Linked DNA regions of Sus scrofa: region 1 is linked to region 2. The links are chromatin contacts, called in public HiChIP or PLAC-seq maps. All regions are on one chromosome and are shown on one strand. Each heading gives the region's core, a stretch centred on a gene start, on an enhancer-like site or on the middle of the called end of the contact. The rest is flanking DNA. Distances are from core to core; before and after follow the strand shown.

What was found. HiChIP or PLAC-seq counts read pairs in DNA pulled down with a chosen protein or histone mark.
Region 1: a contact with region 2 is called in an H3K27ac HiChIP or PLAC-seq map of alveolar macrophages. The contact joins two enhancer-like sites. A contact is called at or near these places in 2 of 47 Hi-C or Micro-C datasets (embryonic fibroblasts and heart right ventricle) and 1 of 2 datasets of contacts at active chromatin or transcription factors (alveolar macrophages).

What each region holds. Positions count from the first base shown.
Region 1 is chr1:129,416,594-129,421,611 of Sscrofa11.1, forward strand. The region is part of intron 3 of EHD4 (EH domain-containing protein 4); the gene reads left to right. Among named protein-coding and RNA genes, the nearest start is that of SPTBN5, 42 kb to the right of the region's middle. Within about 2 kb of position 3,543, at least 17 of the 83 cell types and tissues checked have an H3K27ac peak or open chromatin away from gene starts, as enhancers often do. A contact at or near this core is called in alveolar macrophages and embryonic fibroblasts, where this site is marked.
Region 2 is chr1:129,272,977-129,278,247 of Sscrofa11.1, forward strand. No RefSeq gene overlaps it. Among named protein-coding and RNA genes, the nearest start is that of PLA2G4E, 13 kb to the right of the region's middle. Within about 2 kb of position 3,450, at least 19 of the 83 cell types and tissues checked have an H3K27ac peak or open chromatin away from gene starts, as enhancers often do. A contact at or near this core is called in alveolar macrophages and embryonic fibroblasts, where this site is marked.

The sequences.
Region 1 (5,018 bases), core at 2,293-4,792, 140 kb after region 2:
TTTTTTGTTTTTTGTTATTTGTTTTGTCTTTTTGCCATTTCTTGGGCCACTCCCACAGCATATGGAGATTCCCAGGCTAGGGGTCGAATCAGAGCTGTAGCCACCGGCCCACACCAGAGCCACAGCAACTTGGGATCTGAGCCACATCTGCAGCCTACACCATAACTCACGGCAACACCAAATCCTTAACCCACTGAGCAAGGCCAGGGATCCGAACCCACAATCTCATGGTTCCTAGTTGGATTCGTTAACCATTGCGCCACGATAGGAACTCCACTATGTTGGGTTCTTAAGCCACTGAGCCATAATAGGAACTCCCATAATTAGCTTTAAATGTTGAAATCATATGTCTTTTTGGAATTAAAAAAGGGGTGACACTAATTGATAATCTGGTTTTTAAATTTTTGGAAATATTTAGAAAAAAGTTTAAAATAACAGACAGATACTGTATGTGTATGTGTGATCTTGCTGGTACTCTGTTACTTTAGAAATGATGATATAAAAAGCAATGAGTGATATTAGGGGTGTGCTAGAAGCTATTCATTCAACACACATTTATGTTGATTGCCTACTGGATGCCGAGCATTGTCCTAGATGCTAGGGTTCAAAATGAATGAGAGCAGACACTGGCCAAGGTCCTCACACTTGGCTGGGGTAGATGGACCTGCATATAAGCCACTCTGACCCTGTCCATTACAGGGATTCCGATCAAGAAGTGGGGGCTAGGAGATAGACAGCAAAGCTCCTAAGAGAAGGGGCTCTTCTTCTTCCCTTTTTAAAAAAATGTGTATTTTCTTGCTCTTTTTACAATTCAGTGGAAGTTTTTGTATATTTACAGAGTTATGCAGCCATCACCACAATCAATTTTAGAATATTTTCATCACCCCAAAAAGAAACCTTGTCCTCATTAGCAGTCACTACCCCTTCTCCTCCCCCCAGACCCTGGCAACCACTCATCTACTGTCTGTCTCTGGATTTGTCTGCTCTGGACATTTCATATAAATGGAACCATGCAACATGCGGCCTTTGTGTCTGGCTTCTTTCACTTAGCAGGATGTGTTCATGGTTCATCTGTGTCTAAGCTGCTGTCAGTGCTTCATTCCTTTTTATGGTTGAATGGCATTCCATCATATGGCTGTACCACATTTTATTCATTCATGAGTTGATGGACATTTGAGTTATTTCTGTTTTTTTGGCTGTGTTGAATAATGCTGCTATGGTCATTCATGTGTCAGTTTTTGTGAGAACATGTGTTCTTGATTCTCTCGAGTATAAACCCAGGAGCAAAGTTGCTGAATTATATAGTAACTCAGTATTTAATGTTTTGAGAAACTGCTAAGACTGTTTTCCAAAGCAACTGCATCATTTTACGTTTCTACCAGTAGAGTGTGAGGGTTCCGATTTCTCCACATCCTCAGCAACACCATCGTTTTGATTACAGCCATCCTGGTAGGTCTGAAGTATTTTTTCACTGTGGTTTCAATTTGCATTTTTCTATTGGTTAATGATGTTGAGCATCTTTTCATGTGCTTTCTTTCATTTCTGTATCTTCTTTGGAGAAATGTATATACACAGCCTTTGCCCATTTTTAATTGGATTATCTTTTAGTTGTTGAGTTTTAACATTCTTTCTTTATCCTATGTACTAGTCAAATATATGATGTGCAAATATTTTGTCTCATTTTCTGAGTTGTCTTTTCACTTTCTATATGGTATCATCTGAAGCATTAAAGTCTTTAATTTGATTTTCTTTTTTTAATGATTTTTATTTTTTCCATCGTAGTTGATTTACAGTGTTCTGTCAGTTTTCTACTATACAGCAAAGTGACCCACACACTTTGGGTCACCCACACACTTTTAGTCACACACACCACACACACACACATATATACACATTCTTTTTCTTATATTATCCTCCATCGTGCTCCATCACAAGTGACTAGAGATAGTTCCCAGTGCTATACAGCAGGATCTCATTGCTTATCCATTCCAAAGGCAATAGTTTGCATCTATTAATCCCAGACTCCCCGTCCATCCCACTCCCCCCACCCTCTCATCAACCACAAATCTGTTCTCCAAGTCCATGAGTTTCTTTTCTGTGGAAAGGTTCATTTGTGCCACATATTAGTTTCCAGTTATAAGTGATATCATATGGTATTTGTCTTTCTCTTTCTGACTTATTTCACTTAGTAGGAGAGTCTCTAGTTCCATCCATGTTGCTGCAAATGGCATTATTTTGTTCTTTTTTATGGATGAATAGTATTCCATTGTGTTTATATACCACATCTTCTTAATCCATTCATCTGTTGATGGACATCTAGGTTGTTTCCATGTCTTGGCTATTGTGAATAGTGCCGCAGTGATGAACATACAGGTGAGTGGTTCTTTTTCAAGGAAAGTTTTGTCCAGATATGTGCCCAAGGGGTGGGATTGCTGGGTCATATGGTAGTTCTATGTATAGTTTTCTGAGGTACCTCCATATTGTTTTCCATAGTGGTTGTACCGGTTTACATTCCCACCAACAGTGCAGGAGGGTTCCTTTTTCTCCACATCCTCTCCAACATTTGTTATTTGTGGACTTACTAATGATGGCCATTCTGACTGGTGTGAGGTGGTACCTCATAGTAGTTTTGATTTGCATTTCTCTAATAATCAGTGATATTGAGCATTTTTTCATGTGCTTGTTGACCATCTGTATATCTTCTTTGAAGAAATGTTTCTTTCGGTCTTTTGCCCATTTTTCAGTTGGTTTGGTTTTTTTGCTGTTGAGTTATATAAGTTGTTTGTATATTTTAGAGATTAAGCCCTTGTCAGTTGCATCATTTGAAACTATTTACTCCCATTCCTTAGGTTGTCTTTTTGTTTGTTTTTTTATGGTTTCCTTTGCTGTGCAAAAGTTTGTCAGTTTGACGAGGTCCCATTGGTTTATTTTTGCTTTTATTTCTGTTGCCTTGGGAGTAAATCTTTAATTTTAATGAAGTCTAGATTATCTATTTTCATTTTTTCCACTTGTGCTTTTGCCCTAACCCAAGCTCATGAAAATTTACTTTATATATTTTTAAGAAGTTTATAATTTTAGCACTTATATTTACATCATTGATTCATTTTAAGTTAATTTCTTGTATATGGTGTGCAATTGGGTTCCAGCTTGTTTTGCATGTGTATCTAGTTGTTCCAGCACCATTCATTGAAAAGACAATACCTTCCCCCTTCAATTGTCTTGGCACTCTTGTTGAAAATCGATCGGCTGTAAATGTGAAGATTTATTTCTGGACTCTCAGTTCTGTTTCACTGATCTGTATGTCTAACCTTATGAGGCAGCTCTTTTTGATCAGAGACTCCAGGTAAATGGGTGAGTTCATCAGCCTCCAAGGTCAGGGCCTCCCAGGTTGGTGTGAGGATGAAGTGAGATGATGTGACATTCTTAGCACAGTACCTACCTGGTGCACAGTCAAGGGAAAGGTGGCCTGGCCGCCCTTACTATTGTTATTCTCTCCCAGGGGGCAGAAGAGGTTGCAAGAACTGGAAGATGTGTGAACTTGGGGCCCTCTGGAGGCATGGGAGTTAAGCGCATGGCTGGTGTATGAGTATGTTGCTGGTGGGTATGTGGCAGGAGCCTGGGTTGATCCTGAAGGTGGCACAGAATATTGACAGATAGGAGGTAGTGGGTAACGCAGTAAAGAACTCTGTGGAGTAGAGTGTATGTCCACAGGCTAAGAAAAAAGCCATTTTTATATTAGAGCTTGAGCTCAATGACTTATCACTGAGCTTTGTTTGAATATGGCAACATGAGAAAAGCACACATCCCCAGGGCCTGGGGCTGACTTCTGAGGATTTGTTGGAAGATCCTGTTTTTGGGCCAGAGCTGAGGACAGTCTGAGGTTGGACATCATTCACTTCTTGGGCCTCCAACAGGAAATCCTGGTTTCTTTCTGTTTCAGGGAAGTTTGCTGACAAACACATTCATGGCTCCTTTTCCGCCGGTGCCACGGGAAATTCCACACTACGAGTGGGGCTGCTTCAGCCCCTACTGTGAACACGTCATGACTGTGACTCAGAATGGCATTCACCAAGCCCCAGAAGCTATTTTTAGTTTTTGTTAAAACTTTAAATGCATGCTTGATCATGGGAAATGACTGCTTCCACCCAAACTTTAAACCTTCCTAGACTTTTACATGAAAAACAAATTTTTTTAGTGGAGCGGAGGGTACTTCTCTTACTTCCCATGGAGATTAGCTCAATATCATCAAACATTTCATAGACACTGGGATACAGAGATTAATGAGAGAGAAGGTTTGCTTTTGAGTAACAATAATAATAATAATAATAATAATAATAGCCAATACTTACACAGTGCATTGTTAAGTGAGATAGATGGATAGATAGATAGATAGATAGATAGATAGATAGAATTTTTTTTTTTTCCTTTTTACAACTGCTCCCATGGCATATGGAAGTTCCCAGTCTAGGTGTTGAATCAGAGCTACAGCTGTGGCCTACACCACAGCCACAGCAACACTGTGTCTGAGCCACATCTGTGACCTACATTGCAGCTCATGGCAACATCAGATCCTTAGCCCCCTGAGCAAGGCCGGAGATTGAACTCGCATCTTCGTGGAGGCAGTGTCAGGTCATTAACATATTGAGCACAAAGGGCACTCCCTATCTATTATGAACTCCTTTGCTCCTCACAAAGCTCTGTGAGGTAGGATCTGTTATCCCATTCTATAGTAGAGAAGATTTAGACACAAAGAGGCTAAGTCCACAGCCCTGTAGCAGGTGTGGTAGCCAGTCTCAAAAGATGGCTCTTCCTCCCACCACTGCCAACCATGAGCCATGCCTTCTGGGACTTGTGCCCTGGTTCAGTCTCCTCTCTTGAATCTGGGATGCTTCTGATTTACTTTTTGATTAGTAGAATTCACCAAAAGTGATGCTTTATGACTTCCCAAGTCTGGGTCATAAGAAGCCCCGAGCGTTCCACTGGCATCTCTTGGCACGTTTGTTCTGGGGACACCAACC
Region 2 (5,271 bases), core at 2,200-4,699:
ACTTGGTCATGTGATATATAATCCAGTTTATATATTGCTACTACACTCTGGATCTTCCACACTCAAAGGGAGGGGGACACACACACACACACACACACACACACACACACACACTCATATATAGCTTTGGCTGCTCTGGGCCCAGGTAGGTATCACAGTGACAGACCCTGGCCCTCATCTGATGACCTCTTCTCAGGACATTCTTCCCTCTTTATTTGTCTTTATTTTGATTCTACATTTTTTCCATTTTATCACAAACTCTTATTTTTTCAGCGATGGCGGTGGTAGTAGCTACTGGCTTGAGTAGGAGAAAAAAGCACTCCTGTTTCTCCTTTACTTCTCACACAGAACACCTCTGACACTTGTGGTCACCAAATGAGTGGGAGGGGTTGCTTTCTCCAATGCCAAGCAATTCTCTGCCACACCAGCTGAGTGTTCTACAATTCACCTCAAGTCTGACACCCTCTACCTGGAGTGAGCATCACATCCTGCAAGTTCAGGGATCAGTCCATGAGACTGCTTCCACTTCAGATGTCAATTGCAAGTCTCAGGTGGTTAGCTATATTTCTGACTAACCAGCTATAAATCAGGGTTCCCGTGACCCCAGTCCTGGATTTGATAATTTGCTAGAATGGCTCATAGAATACAGAGAAACACCTTTAGCAGTTTATTGTATATTGAGGAACAGCCTGAAGACGTACCTAGGGCAAGGTCTGGAAGCCTCCCAGTGCATGAGTTTCTGTCTCTGTGGAATTGTGGTGTGTCACCCTCCCCATGTGTATGTGTTCATCAACCTGAAAGCTCCCCGAACTCCCTATTATCGGGATTTTTATCAAGGCTTTATTATATATGCATGATTGATTATAAACTCAATTTCCAGCTCCTCTCCAGAGAATAACAGGTGGGGTTGAATTTCCCATTCCCTCACCTCCTAGATCAAAATTAAGATACCTAGTCATAGAATTAGCGTCACTTTCTTTTTTTCTCTTTTTAGGACTGCAGCCACGGTATATGGAAGTTCTTGTGCTAGGGGTCAAATTGGAGCTGCACCTGCTGGCCTACACCACAGCCACAGCAATGCTGGATCCAAGCTGCATCTGCAACCTACACCATAGCTCACGGCAATGCCAGATCCTTAACCTGCTTAGCAAGGCCAGGGATTGAACTTGCATCCTCACAGAGACTATGTGGGATTCTTTACCCGCTGAGTCACAATTGGAACTCCAGAATTGCCCTCACTTTCTGACAGCACCCAAGCCAGAGCAACACTTTGCTTCCTTGAGCATTCCATTCTTGACCTGAAATCAACAGATCGTCAGCTATTTCTCCAATGAAGATGGGTTTATCCAGGATCTGCAGAGAAGTGCAATTCTGGGCCATGGTGAACCATGTGCAAGGGAGGAGGACACTTTTACAGAGAGGAAAGGAAAGTTGGGAAGGCTACAGTAAAGTCCAGGGCTGTTCATTGGCTGAGTCCTTTGCCAGGAAAGACATCTGCCTTCTTCCTGTTGGGCTCTGCTATCATTCTAGAGCAGGAGAGCTCCCCCTTCTGCCTCCCCGACTCTGTCTGAGGCTTCTGTTAATTTTTTTTTTTAAACACTCTAAATCACCGCACACAAGCCCAAATCCTGCAATAAACTCCTCCTGCCTCCCACTTACCAAGACATCCCATAGTTCCCCACAGTGTGCAGCCTCCTCGGTTGCAATGAGTATCAACAAACCCAAATTTTGTTCAGCTAGGAGTACCCATCGTGGCTCAGCGCCTAACGAACCCAACTAGTATCCATGAGAATGAGGGTTTGATCCCTGGCCCTGCTCAGTGGGTTAAGGATCTGGCGTTGCCATGAGCTGTGGTGTGGGTTGCAGACATGGCTTGGATCCCGCATAGCTGTGGCTGTGGCGTAGCCTGGCAGACCTGTAGCCTGGAAACTTCCATATGCCAGGAGTGTGGCCCTAAAAAGACAATAAAAAAAAAATTGTTCACCTGCGTAATGTTCCCAGCGGTCCTTGGCGACTTGCTCAAGGTCACTAAACTCAGAAGTGGCAAAGCCAGACCTGGAACTGGAGGCTTTAAAATCAATGTGAGGCTTCTAACAGCCCCACCACCCCACATCTTTGGGCACTGATTCTGGAGCATGCCCTATTGTATTGTGAAGAATTAACCTGACCTGTAGAGAGGGCTGGCTCCTGGAATGGCCTGTGTGATGGGAGTGTCTTTGTTTGCCCGCTTTGGCTGCTGGACAGTTTGTCAGTATGATTTGTGATGAGGCCTCTGGAACAGGCAGGTCAGTTCCAACCTCCAGAGGAACTGGGACTAAAGCTATTAGCCTGACCTCCCAGAGGGGTTGGGGGTTGGAGGTTGAAGGTCAGCCATGCGGGCAGCAGGTGGTGGCACCCTGGTAAACCCTGGACACCAACGTCTCAGGCCCCCTGATTGGTAATAGGCCAATTGTCACACACTGGGACCAGGAGGTGAGAATGCTGATTGTGACTCCACAGAGGGGGGACAGCTGGGAGCTCCCATTAGCCCTATGCCCGGACTCTGCCCTGTGATCTCTTTCTTTGACTGACTTCAATTTGTATCTTTTCACTACAAAAAAATAAATAAATAAATAAATCCAAACATGCCATAATCCTAAGTGTAGAGCTTTCCTGAATTCTGAGTTGTCTTAGCAAATTATCAAACCTGAGGGTGGTCTTGGTGCCAGCTGCTCTGAAGTAGGGTTGGTTCCAGGGATCCCCAAACTTGTAGCTGGCGTCGGAGGTGACGGCAATCTTGTATGGGCTGTTCCCTTAGCTCCTCCTCAAGTGGGGGTCAGAAGTCCTGGCCGTCTGGAGGACCGTGCCCTCAACCTTGAAGTCGGGCTGACTCAGAGCCCCTGTGCTCTGGAGAGTGAGGAGGGAGACAAGTGGAAAAAAAGACTTGTTCCTTTGGGGGAATTTTTTTTAAGGGATGTTCCTCAGGTTAGGGGTTGAATCAAGCTTCACCTTGAGGGCACTGAGTCCGAGCCACATCTGCAACCTATGTTGCAGCTTGTGACAACACTGGATCCTGTACCCAACTGAGCAAGGCCAGGGATTGAACCCACATCCTCAGAGAGACAGGGTCAGGTCCTTAACCTGCTAAGCCACGATGGGAACTCTGGAGGAATTTTCACTAAAGCCAGAGAGAGCCAAGGAGTGCCACACAGCCCCCAGAGTGGGCTGGGCCCAGGCTCAGGGCCACATGTCCTGTGTGAGAGTGTGTGTGTGTGTGTGTGTGTGTGTGTGTGTGTGTGTGTGCGCGCATGAGTGTTCATCTCACTCCCCACCCTCCGCAAGCTGCTGTTACCTGGGCCCCCTGACTACCAGGAGGTCCACCCCATCTGCCCCACCTCAATCTGGGTGAGCACTGTGACTCAGGCAGCTATCAGCTCCCACCCACAGGCTCCATGTGGATTGTGCAAGGCTCTGCCTGCGGCCTGTGGGCCCCTCCCTAGTCAGGCCCAGAGATGGCCAGGGACGACCGAAAGGCCCTGCAGGCTGTCTCATCACCAGTCCTGGCACAGGGCCAGCACTCTTCCCATTGCCCAACATGGGTGGTGGCAATTGGAATGGTGAGCAAAGGGTAAATTGAGAAACACTTCTTTTTTCTTATCAAGTTGGATTTATTTCCACGATGCAAGAAGGGTTTTTAGAAAACTTATCAATTGTAAGTCACAATGTAGAGCTCAAATGAGAATAGTAATATGAAAGTATTGTTTGATAAAATTCAACACGAACTCAGGATTTATGCAAAGCCCTTAATAAATTGGAACTAGAAGGGCATTTATTTAAGCAGCTGTAGAGTATATCTAATGGTTACTTTTATGTCACCTTGGCTGGGCCACGGTGGTGTCCAGATAGTCAAACAGTGTTCTGGATGTTTCTGTGGAGGTGTTTTGTGAATGAGTTAACATTTAAATCCGCTGGACTTTATGGAAGCTGATTACCTTATGGAATGTGGATGGGCCTTATCCAATCAGCTGAAGGCCTTAATAAAACAAAGACTGACCTCCCAGAGCAAGAGGGAATCCTGCCAGCTCTTCCCTGGGTCTCCAGCCTGCCAGCTCACCCTGCAGATTTTGGAATTACAACTGTGTGAGCAATTCCTTAAAGTAAATCCCACCCACCCCACCCTCATGCCACCCTCTTTCTCTTTCTCTCCCTCTCTTTCTTTTGTTTCTCAGAAAAACCCTAATACAGTGTGTATCAGAAGAAAAAAAATTCTGAATGGTGAAAACTTAGATTCATTTCCCTAAATGGGAAGCCTCAGGAGCAAGATCATCTCTGTTCCTTGACAGGAGTTGCCTGGAGCTGATTTGGTTTCTGTGGCTGGATTCCTCTGCCGTGCCTGACCCTCTGCCATGAAGGTGTTGGTCGGAATCATGATAAGCTCAAGGCCTCGCCTGCTCCTTGGAGGGGAAGGATCACCTCCAAGTTGACACATGGGTCTGTTGGCAGGACTCAGGTCTCCATGGGCTGTTGACTGTCTCCAGCTCCCTGTCACTGGGCCCATCCATAGGGCAGGTCACAGCATGGCAGCTGGCTTCATCAAAGTGAGCAAGGAAGAAGCAGAGAGGGGGAGTTCCCATTGTGGCTCGGTGGTAACAAACCTGCCTAGTATCCATGAGAAAGAAAGAAAAAGACAAAGAAAAAAGGAGAGAGGGGAACTCAGGGACAGTCTAAAGGAAGGACATGATCAAATTCTGTGACAAGTCAGATTCAGGGGCATAACGGTGGTGACAATCCATTGAAAATTCTGAAGGTTGCAGCCTGAAGGCAAGATGAAGTGCTTTAGAGACTCTGGCCCTTGTGATGGGCTTGGGTTGAGAAACTGTCCTACAGCAGGGGAGCTGCCTCTGTGAAGTCATATTGTGTGGCCAGGGGAAGGGGCTGGTGGAGGTGAGCTCAGAGCTGCAGTGTGGCATTTCTGAGAACTTAACATGGGGAAACGCTTGGAAGACGGAGCAGCAAAGGCTGACCATGCAGTTCCACAGAGGTCGGCCCATCTGTGATTTTATTTACTTATTTATTCATTTTTAGTAAATATTGTTGGTTTGCAGTGTTGTGCTAATTTCTGCTGCACAGCATAGTGACCCAGTCAGATAGATATAGATATAGATATATAGATATAGATATAGTATAGATATATACACATTTTTTTTTCTCATATTATCGTCCATCATGGTCTCTCCCAATAGACTAGATATAGTTCCCTTGGCTGTACAGCAGGACCTCATTGCTTATCCA